Regions from separate parts of the Rattus norvegicus genome. Here region 2 is linked to region 1. The links are chromatin contacts, called in public Hi-C maps. All regions are on one chromosome and are shown on one strand. The core of a region is the stretch at or near the end of the contact, and the rest is flanking DNA. Distances in the headings are between cores, read along the strand shown. Region 1 overlaps Dlgap1 (DLG associated protein 1). Region 2 overlaps LOC120094777 (a long non-coding RNA gene).

Region 1 (5,956 bases), core at 1,071-3,570:
GAGCCCCTTCAGCTCTTTCAGTCCTTTCTCTGATTCCTTCAACAGGGGTCCCGTTCTCAGTTCAGTGGTTTGCTGCTGGCATTCGCCTTTGTATTTGCTGTATTCTGGCTGTGTCTCTCAGGAGAGATCTACATCTGTTTCCTGTCAGCCTGCACTTCTTTGCTTCATCCATCTTGTCTAATTGGGTGGCTGTATATGTATGGGCCACATGTGGGGCAGGCTCTGAATGGGTGTTTCTTCTGCCTCTGTTCTAAACTTTGCCTCAATATTCCCTCCTAAGGGTATTCTTGTTCCCCTTTTAAAGAAGGAGTGAAGCATTCGCATTTTGGTCATCCTTCTTGATTTTCATGTGTTCTGTGCATCTAGGGTAATTTGAACATTTGGGCTAATATCTACTTATCAATGAGTGCATACCATGTGTGTTTTTGTGTGATTGGGTTACCTCACTCAGGATGATATTTTCCAGTTCCATCCATTTGTCTGTGAATTTCATAAAGTCATTGTTTTTGATAGCTGAGTAATATTCCATTGTGTAGATGTACCACATTTTCTGTATCCATTCCTCTGTTGAAGGGCATCTGGGTTCTTTCCAGCTTCTGGCTATTATAAATAAGGCTGCTATGAACATGTTGGAGCACGTGTCTTTGTTATATGTTGGGGCATCTTTTGGGTATATGCCCAAGAGAGGTATAGCTGGGTCCTCAGGTAGTTCAATGTCCAATTTTCTGAGGAACCTCCAGACTGATTTCCAGAATGGTTGTACCAGTCTGCAATCCCACCAACAATGGAGGAGAGTTCCTCTTGAGAAATTTCTAAGCAATTAATTTTAAAAATTAATTCTGCCTAAGGAGGCCAGGAGAGGATCCCTTAGGAATGGAGTTATGTTGTGAGGGGTGATGTGGGTGCTGGGAATTGAACTCAGGTCATCTGGAAGAGCAACACGTGTTCAAAGGATGAGCCATCTTTCCGGTTCCTGAGAAATTTAAATCTCAGCATTTACAGAAGTAAGTCACGTTTCTGATGATACATGTTTATACAAACCTTCTCTTGATATCTGACAGCTATCATGTAGGTGGAATGTTCTTGTTTTCATCATAAACCAATGGACATTAGTTTTTTCATATCTTAGTGAGATCAGCTTAGTAAGAACACCCGCGTGACCTGACAGAAACAGTGTAATGGCCCCATTCTTCTTTCTGTATCTGTGAAGCCACTGACCAGATGTTGGCTTTCCTGAGCTGGGATTTGTCTTGGACACCTTTCAACCCTCTAGGCTCCCTTCCTTCCTAGCCAACCTCTATGTTCAACAATTCTGAACCACTCTAAAGGCCCTTTACTCTTTATTCTCCTTCCTGTCCCCGGAACTCCAGGAGGAAGAAAAAATTCATTTTCTCTGCCCTCACAGCTCACAGGTACATGAGAATCACAATGTTTCTTAGTTCCAATATCCAGAGTCCCTGTCACATGAGGAACACTTGACTATACATTACACAGAAGCCTTCCTGATGTGGCAATGCCCTCGGTGACTGGTTCATGGTGGGTGCATGCTATGTTCGCATAATTGTCCCCACGAAGCCCTAGGCTTTGTCCTAGTCTAGAACACTGTTGAGACATAGTAAAAACTTTAGGAAATGGGACCCAGTGGAAGGATTTACATCTTTGAGGAAGAGGTGTGTGCTGGATAGTTTTATGTCAACTTGATATAAGCTGGAGTTATCTGAAAGGAGGGAATTTCAATTGAGAAAATGCTTCCATAATACCCGACTGTAGGGCATTTTCTTAATAGTGATTGATGGGAGAGAACCTAACCCACGGTGAGTGGTGCCACCCCTGGGCTGGTGATCCTGGGTTCTACAAGAAATCAGGCTGAGGAAGCCGTGTTTAGCAAACCTGTGAGCAGCACCCCTCCACGGCCTCTGCATTAGCTTCTGCGTCTAGGTTCCTGCCCTGCTTGAGTTACTGTCCTTACTACTTGTTACATGGAACCATGAGTAACCACCGCCCCACCAAGTTGCTTTTGGTCATGGTGTTTTGTCACAGCAATAGTAATCCTGGATAGGATGGCATGCATGCCCTCGAAGGTGATGTTGGGATCTCTCCCACTCCCCTCCCCTTCCCTCTCTCCCTCTCTCCCTCCTCATGCCCTCCACAAAGTGAATAAGTTTCCTCCACTATAGGATGTGCTGCCTCCCTACAGGCCTAAAAGACCTTCAAATCCCGACTCAACCTTACTTCTTTTTACGTTGACTCATCTCAGATATTTGCTACAGTAATGGAACGCCAACTCAGTTCGAGAGATCGCTTGGTAAAGAACGGAAGAAACGCGCCAGCTGGCAGGTCACGTGTTCCCGTTGCTTGGCTGCGTCTAGCTGAAAAGACGACCCACCTCATGGAAACTGATTATTTGAGCTGGAGACACAGCCAACTATTTTCTTTTTTGCCGTTTTTTTCTAGGTAAACTGAGCCACACAAGGAGCCCGAGAAAGCAGATTTAACAGGTTTTGAATTTATTTTCCATTTTATTTACTTTTTCTTTTTCCTTCTTTCGGGAAAAGGTCTCACTATGTAGCTCTGACTAACCTGGAACTCACTATGTGGGCTGGCCTGTCTGCCTCCTGAGTGCTGGGATTGAAGGCATGCACTACTCTCGAGCTTGCTTTTTCAACAGATATTTTCTCCCCCACGCTCATGCAGGACGGAAGGAAGTCTGATGTAAGGGAACTGGAACAAATATAGAATTAATGAAGTCATCCCACTTTTAGAATCTATTTTAAGGGCTTTTATCTTAACACTCAGACCAGTCGGTTCCTAGTGGAGCAACAAGAATAATTCTCTAAACTCTGGGATCATGTAGCCTCTTTGCTGAACTCAAGAAGTGACTCCAATTTTACTTATTGTAGGAGAAGGAACCTCTCCCCCGCCAACCCATGTTAGAGTAGCAATGGAGGGGGGCAGCCATGAAGGAAATAAACAAGTAATAAATAAAAAAATAATAAAAGAATTAAAAAAGACCCTGTGCTTTTCTGAAAGACTTAAAATTTAAAAAAGGAATTTATTTTTATTTCTGTGATTGTTCTGCTTGTATGTATGTATGCATGCATGTATGTATGTATGTATGTATGTATGTATGTATGTATGATGTACATGCCTGGTGCCATATGGGTCAGAAGGAGGAATTGGATCCCACTAGAACTGAAATTATATTATCTCTCTCCCCTCTCTCTTCCTCCCTCTCCTCTTTCTGTCTTCTCTCTCCCCCCTTCTCTCCCTTCTCTCTCCCCTCTCCTCACTTCCTCTGTCCTGGGACTCACTCTGTAGACCAGCGGGCCTCAAACTCAGAGATCTGCCTGACTCTGTCTCCTGAGTGATGGGATTAAAGCATGCACAACCACCACCCAGTTCATTTTCCTTTCTTAAAAGCTAATGAGAATCCCACTGCACCAGGGAGTAATTAAAACTTTAGTTAGATTCTGCACATTGCTAAACATCTATCTTCTTTAGAGCATTTTCCTTCCTTCCTTCCTCCCTCCCTTCCTTCCTTCTTTCCTTCCCTCCGTCCCTCCCCCCCTCCTTCCTTTTACATTTTATTTTAGGCGTATGGGTGTTTTGCTGGCATGTATCAATGCACCGTGTGGGTGCCCACTGCCCATAGTGGTCAGAAGAGAGCATCAGATCCCTTAGAATTGGAGTTGTGATGTGCCACAAATGGAAGAGTAGCCAGCTCTAACTGCTGAGCGAACATCCCTCCAGCTCCCCGCTAACACCCCCCCTCCCCCGCTTCACTCTCTTGGCTCCGTTCCAGCTGTTTTCCACTGGAAGCTCATGGTCTACATCTAGCAAGTCATCTAGCAGCTCCACACTGAGGTGCTGCGGGAGCCCCTTCTCGCTGCAGCCAGTCCTTTCTCTGGAGCTCCCCCTCCCCCAACCTGCCCTGCTGGATTCTTGCATCTGACCTCACATCCTCCTCTCCTTTTCCAGCCACCCTCAGCAGATTCCCACTGGCAATCCTAACTGTCTTTCACCTTTCCTTGAGAGTCTCCTTGTGTGAAAAAAATCTAAGAGTTCGGCCCAAAGGATGGAGTTTAAGACCCAGTTCAGCCTGAGCCAGCCTTGGCTTCATTGCTTCCCTGATGACCCTCTTCTGCGGTCAGATGCTTCCCTCCACAGATGCGCGGCACTTAGGCGCTTCACTGCCTTGTAGGTGCCTGGGGAAACCCCATCTTTACTTTGCCCACGAACCCTTTACTCCCAGTTTTTGACAGATGGACATTCCCAATCCAAACCAGTGACAGCAGTGTCTCTCCACCGTGTCGCTTTACGCTTGGCTATCTCGATCAGAGTCCTCAGTACATGGAATTAACATTTTTCTCTCCTTCCATTCCCTTTCTGTCTCTTCCTCTCCCAGTTTTGAGACGGAGCCTCAGTGTATCACTTGGGCTGGCCTGGATTTCTCTATTGTAGCTCAGGTTGGCCTTGAACTTACGACCTTCTTGCTTCAGCCTTCATAGTTACAATTCTTCATTTACGTTTCTCTTGCCCTTAATGACCTGCGCATTCTGTTGGAATACTGTTTCTGTTGGCCACCTTAACAATGTTGCTCTTTAGGAGAAGGAATTGATGGAAAACACCAGTTGCTAGGATACGCAGAGCAGACAGCTATTCTAACTAAGCAGCGAAGGTGGAAATGTCATTGCTGCAGTTTGCTGCTGTGCACGAGAGGAAGATGCTAACGTGAAGATGACTGACTCTAACCTTGCCAGTGTCATGTCACCTCGTCCACCTCACCATCAGCACCACTGCTATCGTTTCAGCCATCAGCACCTCCACCACCATCTTCATAGCTCCCATCTCCATGTCCACCACCTACCTTTACCTCCACTGCCGCTGTAAACATAACTACCAAATCAACCTCCATCATCGCAACCATCTCCATCTCCATCATCTCCACCTCCATCACCTCCACCATCTCCACCTCTACCATTATCACCTCTCCTATCTTGCCGTCATTGACAAGCCAACCACGGCTACTAACTGCCCTCATTAGCATCACTGAGCACCACCAACTACTAGGCAGTGAGTTAGCTGAGGCGTTGAAGTCACCTCACTCCATCTCTGAGATTCTGAAATATATGTATGGCTCTGAGACCTCGCTGGCGCCTTCGTGATCTCACAGCCCTGGGGCCTGTGTTACAGGCACTGGGTTTGTTTCTCTGAAAGCAACTTGCAGAAGAATGAGAGCAGCATTTCAATGTAATCACCATCCTACAGATGCTTATTTTGAGATCATATCCACTCAAACGGGTTTCTTAATTTGTATCTGTGAGCTTCCAGGACAGGCTTCTGCTTGTTTATCCTTCCTTTGCATCCTCTGTGATGCCGGAACTCACGTCTGTCCCCACATTTCCCCGATTTTAACCGTCTGTATCTGTATTATAGTTCCTCAGGTACCAGCCTGTCATTCTTCAGACATCTCAACTCTTTCCTTCAAACCAACTCTACTTCTGAGGGTGGGAGAGGAAAGCCCCTTTGACAGAGTCCATTCCTGTTGCATCTCCAGTCCCTGCCTTTGTTGAATTTGTCTCGTGCCAACTCTAGCATGCCTTCATTTTGGCCCACCATGTCAGCACTCCCGGTTTCCTTTCCTGGCTCTTCTGGCCACATCCTTAGGATTACCTGTTTCAGCAACGTAGTTGTCTGTCTTCTTGTTGAGCTGTCGTTTAATTTATTCTAATTCACTCATTAACTGTTTCTGTACTTAATATCCTTTGGGGGGCAGGGCTTCCCAGGAACTGAACCAAGAATCCTTTCTCTGTTGTGGGAGGTGTTGTGCTTCTGGTGCATCTGTGCAACTGTGATGGATCTGGTGATCCAGCCAAATCTAATAACATGCTTGAATGCTCGAACATTCTCTGGGATTTTTCCATATCTGGCCATTGGTTTGACTAATTCTTTTAGG
Region 2 (5,956 bases), core at 1,938-4,437, 270 kb before region 1:
CCTGTCTTAAGAGTTAGTCCAGGGTACTGGAGAGATGGTTTGGAGACTTGCTGCTTTCGTGGAGGATTGGGGTCTAGTCCCCAGCAACAACATGTGGTGGTTCACAACTACCTGTAACTCCAACTTTAGGGGACCTTATACCCACTTTCAGCCTCCGTAGATATATGCACACATAGACACATAAATACAAAGTGTCAAGAAGAAAAGAGTCAGGGGTGATGTCAAAGGCAAAGAGAGTAGGATCACTTCAAGTTCTAGGCCAGCTTGGTCCACATAGTCCCTTCCGGGCAAACCTGGGCTACACAGTGAGACCCTGTCACAGACACAAACAGAAGTTAATCCAGTTGGACAGGTCAATCCTTTGGCCAAAGGTCCAACCCTCAGGAAGGCAGGCCCACCCTAAGCTGTGCTAAAGAGGTAAATACCGTGAGATACTGTACTTTTCCTGTCCTGAATCCCCTTGCTCTGCTGCTGCTGAGCTGTCCTTAGGCTCTGCCAGGTCTGCCTGCTTTTCCTCGGCCCTGGTTCTCAGGAAGACACAACCTTTCCTTTTCCTTCTCTTCTGTCTCCCCTTTGGATGCTGGCCAGAACACAAGTGTGCTTTTTCTGGGGCTTCCTTACCCTTTCTCAAAAGCTGCCCCCTCTGCCCTGTGGCTGCTTGTCCTCCACAGGACTCATCTCCATGTGGCCTGAACTCATGTGGTTTCTCTTCTCTAGACTCTTCCAGGCAGCTGTCTGGGGTTTACCAGCCTGCTTTCCCTGGGTTCTTATATTAAACTAATAAAGTTGCCTTTAAGCTCTCCTATGAATCTGTTCTTAAATCCTTCTTAAAATTTTTATTTATTTATTTATTTATTTATTTATTTATTTATTTATTATATATACTGTAGCTGTCTTCAGACACACCAGAAGAGGGTATCAGATCCCATTACAGAGGGTTGTGAACCACCATGTGGTTGCTGGGAATTGAACTCAGGACCTTTGGAAGAGCAGTCAGTGCTCGTAACCACTGAGCCATCTCTCCAGCCCCTTAAATCCTTTTATTAATGAAACTGAGAGCCCCCAAGGAGGGACCCCAACATTTCTGGTATCACTCTGTACTAAGCATGATACACTGCTGCCCTCTGAGGCTGGTATTTTTATGGTTTAGTTTGTACAGAAGAGGAATTGAGGAATAGGAGTGGCTTCTCAGGGAAGCACAGCTAGCTAGTAAGCATGGGGCTGTGGTCTGAGCGCAGTGGGTGTGGCCCAGGAAAGTGATGAGCAGAGAAGACACCAGTCGTGTGTTATAGAAGCCTCCGTCGTTACATTTTGTCCTGGGTAGTGTGTGCACTGTCATCTCGTCTTCTGGGTAAGAAGACTGAACTACAGACGTCATCCTGCTTGCTGGACAGAATCTAGCTTCTGACCTTCCTGACAAAAACATCAAGCCTACAACTTCCCGATTAAACAGTTGGGACCTACAGTCTAATCAAGACGCTCTTCGCTCTTCGGGGTTGGGGATTTAGCTCGGTGGTAGAGCGCTTGCCTAGGAAGCGCAAGGCCCTGGGTTCGGTCCCCAGCTCTGAAAAAAAGAACCAAAAAAAAAAAAAAAAAAAAAAAAAAAGACGCTCTTCAGTTAGAGGGAAGTGGAGAGCTCAGTAACGTGAGTGGCTGGGTGTCTTAGTCAGCGTTTCTATTGCTGTGATGAAACTCTAAAGACAAAAGAGCATCGCGGGGAGCAAAGGGTTTACTTTGCTCACAGTTCCACATAACAGTTCATTGTCAAAAGTGATGAGGTCCGGGACTCAAGCAGGGCAGGAACATGGAGGCAGGAGCTGATGCAGAGGCCGTGGAGGGCTGCTGCTTACTGACTTGCTTATCATGGCTTGCTCAGCCTACTTATAAACTTAGGATGAAAACTCAGGTGTGGCAACACCCACCAATGGGCTGGGTTCTCTCCCATGGATCACTCATTAAGAAAAGGCCCTACAGGCTTGCTACAACGTGATCTTATAGAGGCATTTTCTCAATTGAGGCTCCCTCCTCAATGACCACCTTGTATCATAAAACCAGCCAGGACACTGGGCTAGACTGACAATAGACAAAGAAAAGGAAAATTGTACAAACGTATCTGCAGTCTCCCTGCAGGAGACTCAAGGCCAGGCGGTGCCACCTTAATCTGAACAGGGGCTGAGGATTGAGAAGGAACAGGAGGTTTTGGAAGGCTTCAGGGAGAAAAACTATGACAGACAGAAATTATCTTGCACTGATAAAATCTCTCAGGGAGGAATAGGTGGCAGCCTGGGGCAAAAGCTGCCCTGGGCTCAGTATGGACCTTTAACCCCTTTTCCTGAACTCAGATCTTTCCTAGAATGCTTCTCAGGCATTCTTCAGAGCAACCCTCAGCTCGCCCCCGCCTTCCGTGATCTGGCAGCACGACCCAGTAAGGTGCTCATGACGTGTCCGAGCTCTTAGCATGATCCATGCATGTATTACTGTTTAGCGTGATAAGTTATCATGTTATGCCTTACAGGGGCTGGAGAGATGGCTCCTTGTTAAGACCACTTGCTGCTCATACAGAGGCTGCAGGTTTGACTTCCCAGCACACCATGAAGGGAGCCTCATAACCGCCATAACTCCAGTTCCAGGTGATCCAACTCCCGCTTCCGGCCTCCTAGGGCACCAGGTACGTAAATGGTGAACAGGCAAACATGCAGACGAAACACCCAAACTGGTAAGTAATACTAAATTTTTTAAAAATGTTATGCATTATGTATGAGCACAAGCCTTGGAATCTGAATGTAGAAACTGTTGAAGAACTTAGGGCGGAGAGATCCCGAGAGAGTGTCACTCAGAAACTGAAAGAGGATGTGGAAGTTTATTACAGATTGAAGTTTTTTCTTTTCTTTTGTTGTTAGTTTGTTTCATTTTTTGTTTTTTTCTTCAAGACAGGGTTTCTCTGTGTGGTGCCGCTGTCCTGGAATTCACTCTGTAAATAGACCAGGCTGGCCCACATACTACAGTTTTGAAGAAAGACTTCTCGGGTTGAAAAGATGGTGGCGGTCACAGAATACACTTGTCGCCTTTGTACTTGGTCTCAGTGGAGCTTTCCTTTAAAACCAAAAACCAAAACACAGTTGTCAAGCGCAGTTGTTTAGAGACGATAACTGGAAGTGTCACTAGGTGTCACTATTATTCTTGGTACTGTAGTAAACCATTCCCTAAGGAGCTTAAACTGTAGAGTAGCGCGCAGTCTGACTTCAGAGCACTGGCCCCACTTTGTCAAGAGCTCTTTAGAGGACAATTTCATGCAAAGTCCCTACAGGAAATTCATGCGTCTCTGCATTCCAGATTTAGGGAGCAGTTTCTGGGATTTGATTTTTATGAGAACTCATAGCAAGTGCCTATCTCCTCCGTCCCCCTCCCTGTCCTTCCTCCTCCCTTCTCCTCCCTCCCTCTTCCTCCTCACTCCCTCTTCCTCCTCCCTCCCTCTTCCTCCTCACTCCCTCTTCCTCCTCCCTCCCTCTTCCTCCTCACTCCCTCTTCCTCCTCCCTACCTCTTCCTCCTCCCTCCCTCTTCCTCCTCCCTCCCTCTTCCTCCTCACTCCCTCTTCCTCCTCACTCCCTCTTCCTCCTCACTCCCTCTTCCTCCTCCCTAACTCTTTCTTTCCTTCCTCCTTCCTTCCATTCATCCACCATCAATTCATGTATAAATATTTGTTAAGTGATTAGAAAGTTCCAGAATCCAGCTCTGCAGTCTTTGAGAATCCTGGGCTCAAACTATCCCCTGACCTTAAATCTCCCAGTTTCCTTGGGCTGGCAGGCAGGTCCCACCTCATTCACTTCTGGTCCCATGGTCATGTGAACATGTGAGCAAGTCTTTATCATTCTTGCCATTATCACATCTATCGCAGAGACCACAAGCCGGTAGATGTGTGTGAAATTGTGTTGTAAAATTATGCCTTATTTTTCTGCCTCAAAAAATTCGAGCAGCATCTGTTTAATAGCTCTATGCAATGTACTCTAACAAGTCATCCAACCTAAATGTCTCAAGACAACACAAATAGCTTGTAAGACAGCTTCTTTTTATTGCTATTTCCTCCCCCAACTCCCCATCTCCTGGAAATATCATTAGAATAATGCCAGAAAAATACCAAATGAATAAAAGACCTGAAAGTGTTTGGCTGGGGGGTGGGGTGGGGATGGAAATATTCTGTGGAATGCATATGAATAGGCATGTTCATGTTTAAATATGAGAAATCATTTTGGACATACCTTCAGGAAGTCCTAATCCCTCCAGTCCTGCGTCTGCTGTCTTGGGTTCTCAGGGCACAATGCTTCCTTTCAGATCCCCCTTCCAAAGGAGTATGATGAAATCTGTTTCCTCTCCTGGACTCCGTGAAAATACATCCGGACGCTTCCCTACACTGCTCTTTCCTAATCACCTCAGTGCAAACGGACTTCAGCTCGTGTAAGGGGCTGACTATAGATTCCCAGATAACCTTTTCCCATGCTTTGCTTGCATGGAAATAACCTTTTTCCATGCACTGTGTGCAGGCACACACACACACACACACACACACACACACACACACACACAGAGAGAGAGAGAGAGAGAGAGAGAGAGAGAGAGAGAGAGAGAGAGAGAAAGAAGCTACTTTTTTGCCCAGAGCAATGTAGTGTCAATTGCTGTTGTCCTAGTTTATCAGTGTGAAAGACAGCTGTTATTGAGTTGCAATGTGTAACACCCCAGGAGGCTGTCAAAGCTACTCTTGAAAATCTGCTTGCTGGAGAATGACACCTATTTCCTCCGGAAGTTCCATTGTTGGCCTCCGTGCTGGTCAGTTACCTTGGCAACCCTAAGAACTGGACCAGAATGTAACATAAAGCCACAGATCAAGTTTCCACAATAGCCACAGGTTTGGAAATGTCTGCGGTAGTCTGTTCATAGTTGGGAGCGGGAGTCTGTTTGCTAAAAGGCATTTTAGGAAAGCAACTCCCACTTCTCAGATGAGACTAATGACCCAGTGCCCCCTGCTCTCCCTTGCAATGTCACAGCCAGTTGTAGCAGAACTCCTACTCCAAGCTCTTCATTGGTCTCTTGGCCTCTGTGTTCTCTGTTTTCTCAGTCTATCAGAGGTGGGACTGGCTTGCCTACCCAACCGCAGAGCTGCTGACTTATGGTGATGATGGTGATGATGAAGAAGATGATGAAGAAGAAATTGCCCTTAAATTTCACATTTGAGTTACATAAAAAGGGTTTTGTTTTTTTTTTTTTTTTACAACTTTTGAGCCTATGTTAATTCTTCTTTTCTTCTTGTTGCTTTTTATTTGTCTTCAAGACAAGGTTTCACTGTGTATCCTTGGCTGTCCTGGATCTCACTCTGTAGACCAGGCTGGCCTCAAACTCACAGAGATCCACTTGCCTCTACCTCCACAGTGCTGGGGTTAAAGGCACCTGCTACCACTGCCCTGCTGGGCCTATGTTAATTCTTTTTGTGGACTGGGGATCAAGTATCATTTTCTTTTTCTTTTTTTTTTATTGGATATATTTTTATTTACATTTCAAATGTTATCCCCTTTTCCCCATCCAACCACTTAACCCTTCTCGCCTCCCCACCCTGACGTTCCCCTACACTGGGGGATCCAGCCTTGGTAGAACCAAGGGCTTCTCCTCCCTTTGGTGCCCAACAAGGCCATCCTCTGCTACACATGAAGCTGGAGCCATGGGTCTGTCCATGTGCACTCTTTGGATGGTGATTTAGTCCTTGTTGGTTGGTATTGTTGTTCTTATGGGGTTGCAAACCCCTTCAGCTCCCCAAGTATCACTTTCAAATCCATACTGTGACATATTCCTTCAGCTAGGAGATACTATATTCTAAAGTTTCCAGAAGCTTCCAAAACAATCCCCAACAGCTAGGAGCTAAGCTCTCAGCACAAGGGCCTGTAGGGGGCATTTACTATCTGAAAACCA

What was found. A called contact is a pair of places that touch in the nucleus more often than the background predicts.
Region 2: a Hi-C map of the A7r5 cell line shows a contact between it and region 1, with 5 times the contacts expected there. The contact joins two enhancer-like sites. A contact is called at or near these places in 11 of 12 Hi-C or Micro-C datasets (the A7r5 cell line, the Rat2 cell line, Schwann cells and 6 more).

Annotation. Positions count from the first base shown.
Region 1 is chr9:118,043,280-118,049,235 of GRCr8, reverse strand. All of the region lies in intron 6 of Dlgap1 (DLG associated protein 1), which reads right to left. It overlaps LOC102555426 (a long non-coding RNA gene), which reads left to right. Exons shown (of 7, transcript XR_010055090.1): 5 at 1-5,956. Among named protein-coding and RNA genes, the nearest start is that of Tgif1, 160 kb to the left of the region's middle. Within about 2 kb of position 2,320, at least 20 of the 93 cell types and tissues checked have an H3K27ac peak or open chromatin away from gene starts, as enhancers often do. A contact at or near this core is called in the A7r5 cell line, where this site is marked.
Region 2 is chr9:118,312,157-118,318,112 of GRCr8, reverse strand. LOC120094777 (a long non-coding RNA gene) reads right to left here. Exons shown (of 3, transcript XR_010055098.1): 2 at 4,258-5,956; 3 at 1,711-3,093. Among named protein-coding and RNA genes, the nearest start is that of Myl12b, 20 kb to the left of the region's middle. Within about 2 kb of position 3,187, at least 11 of the 93 cell types and tissues checked have an H3K27ac peak or open chromatin away from gene starts, as enhancers often do. A contact at or near this core is called in the A7r5 cell line, where this site is marked.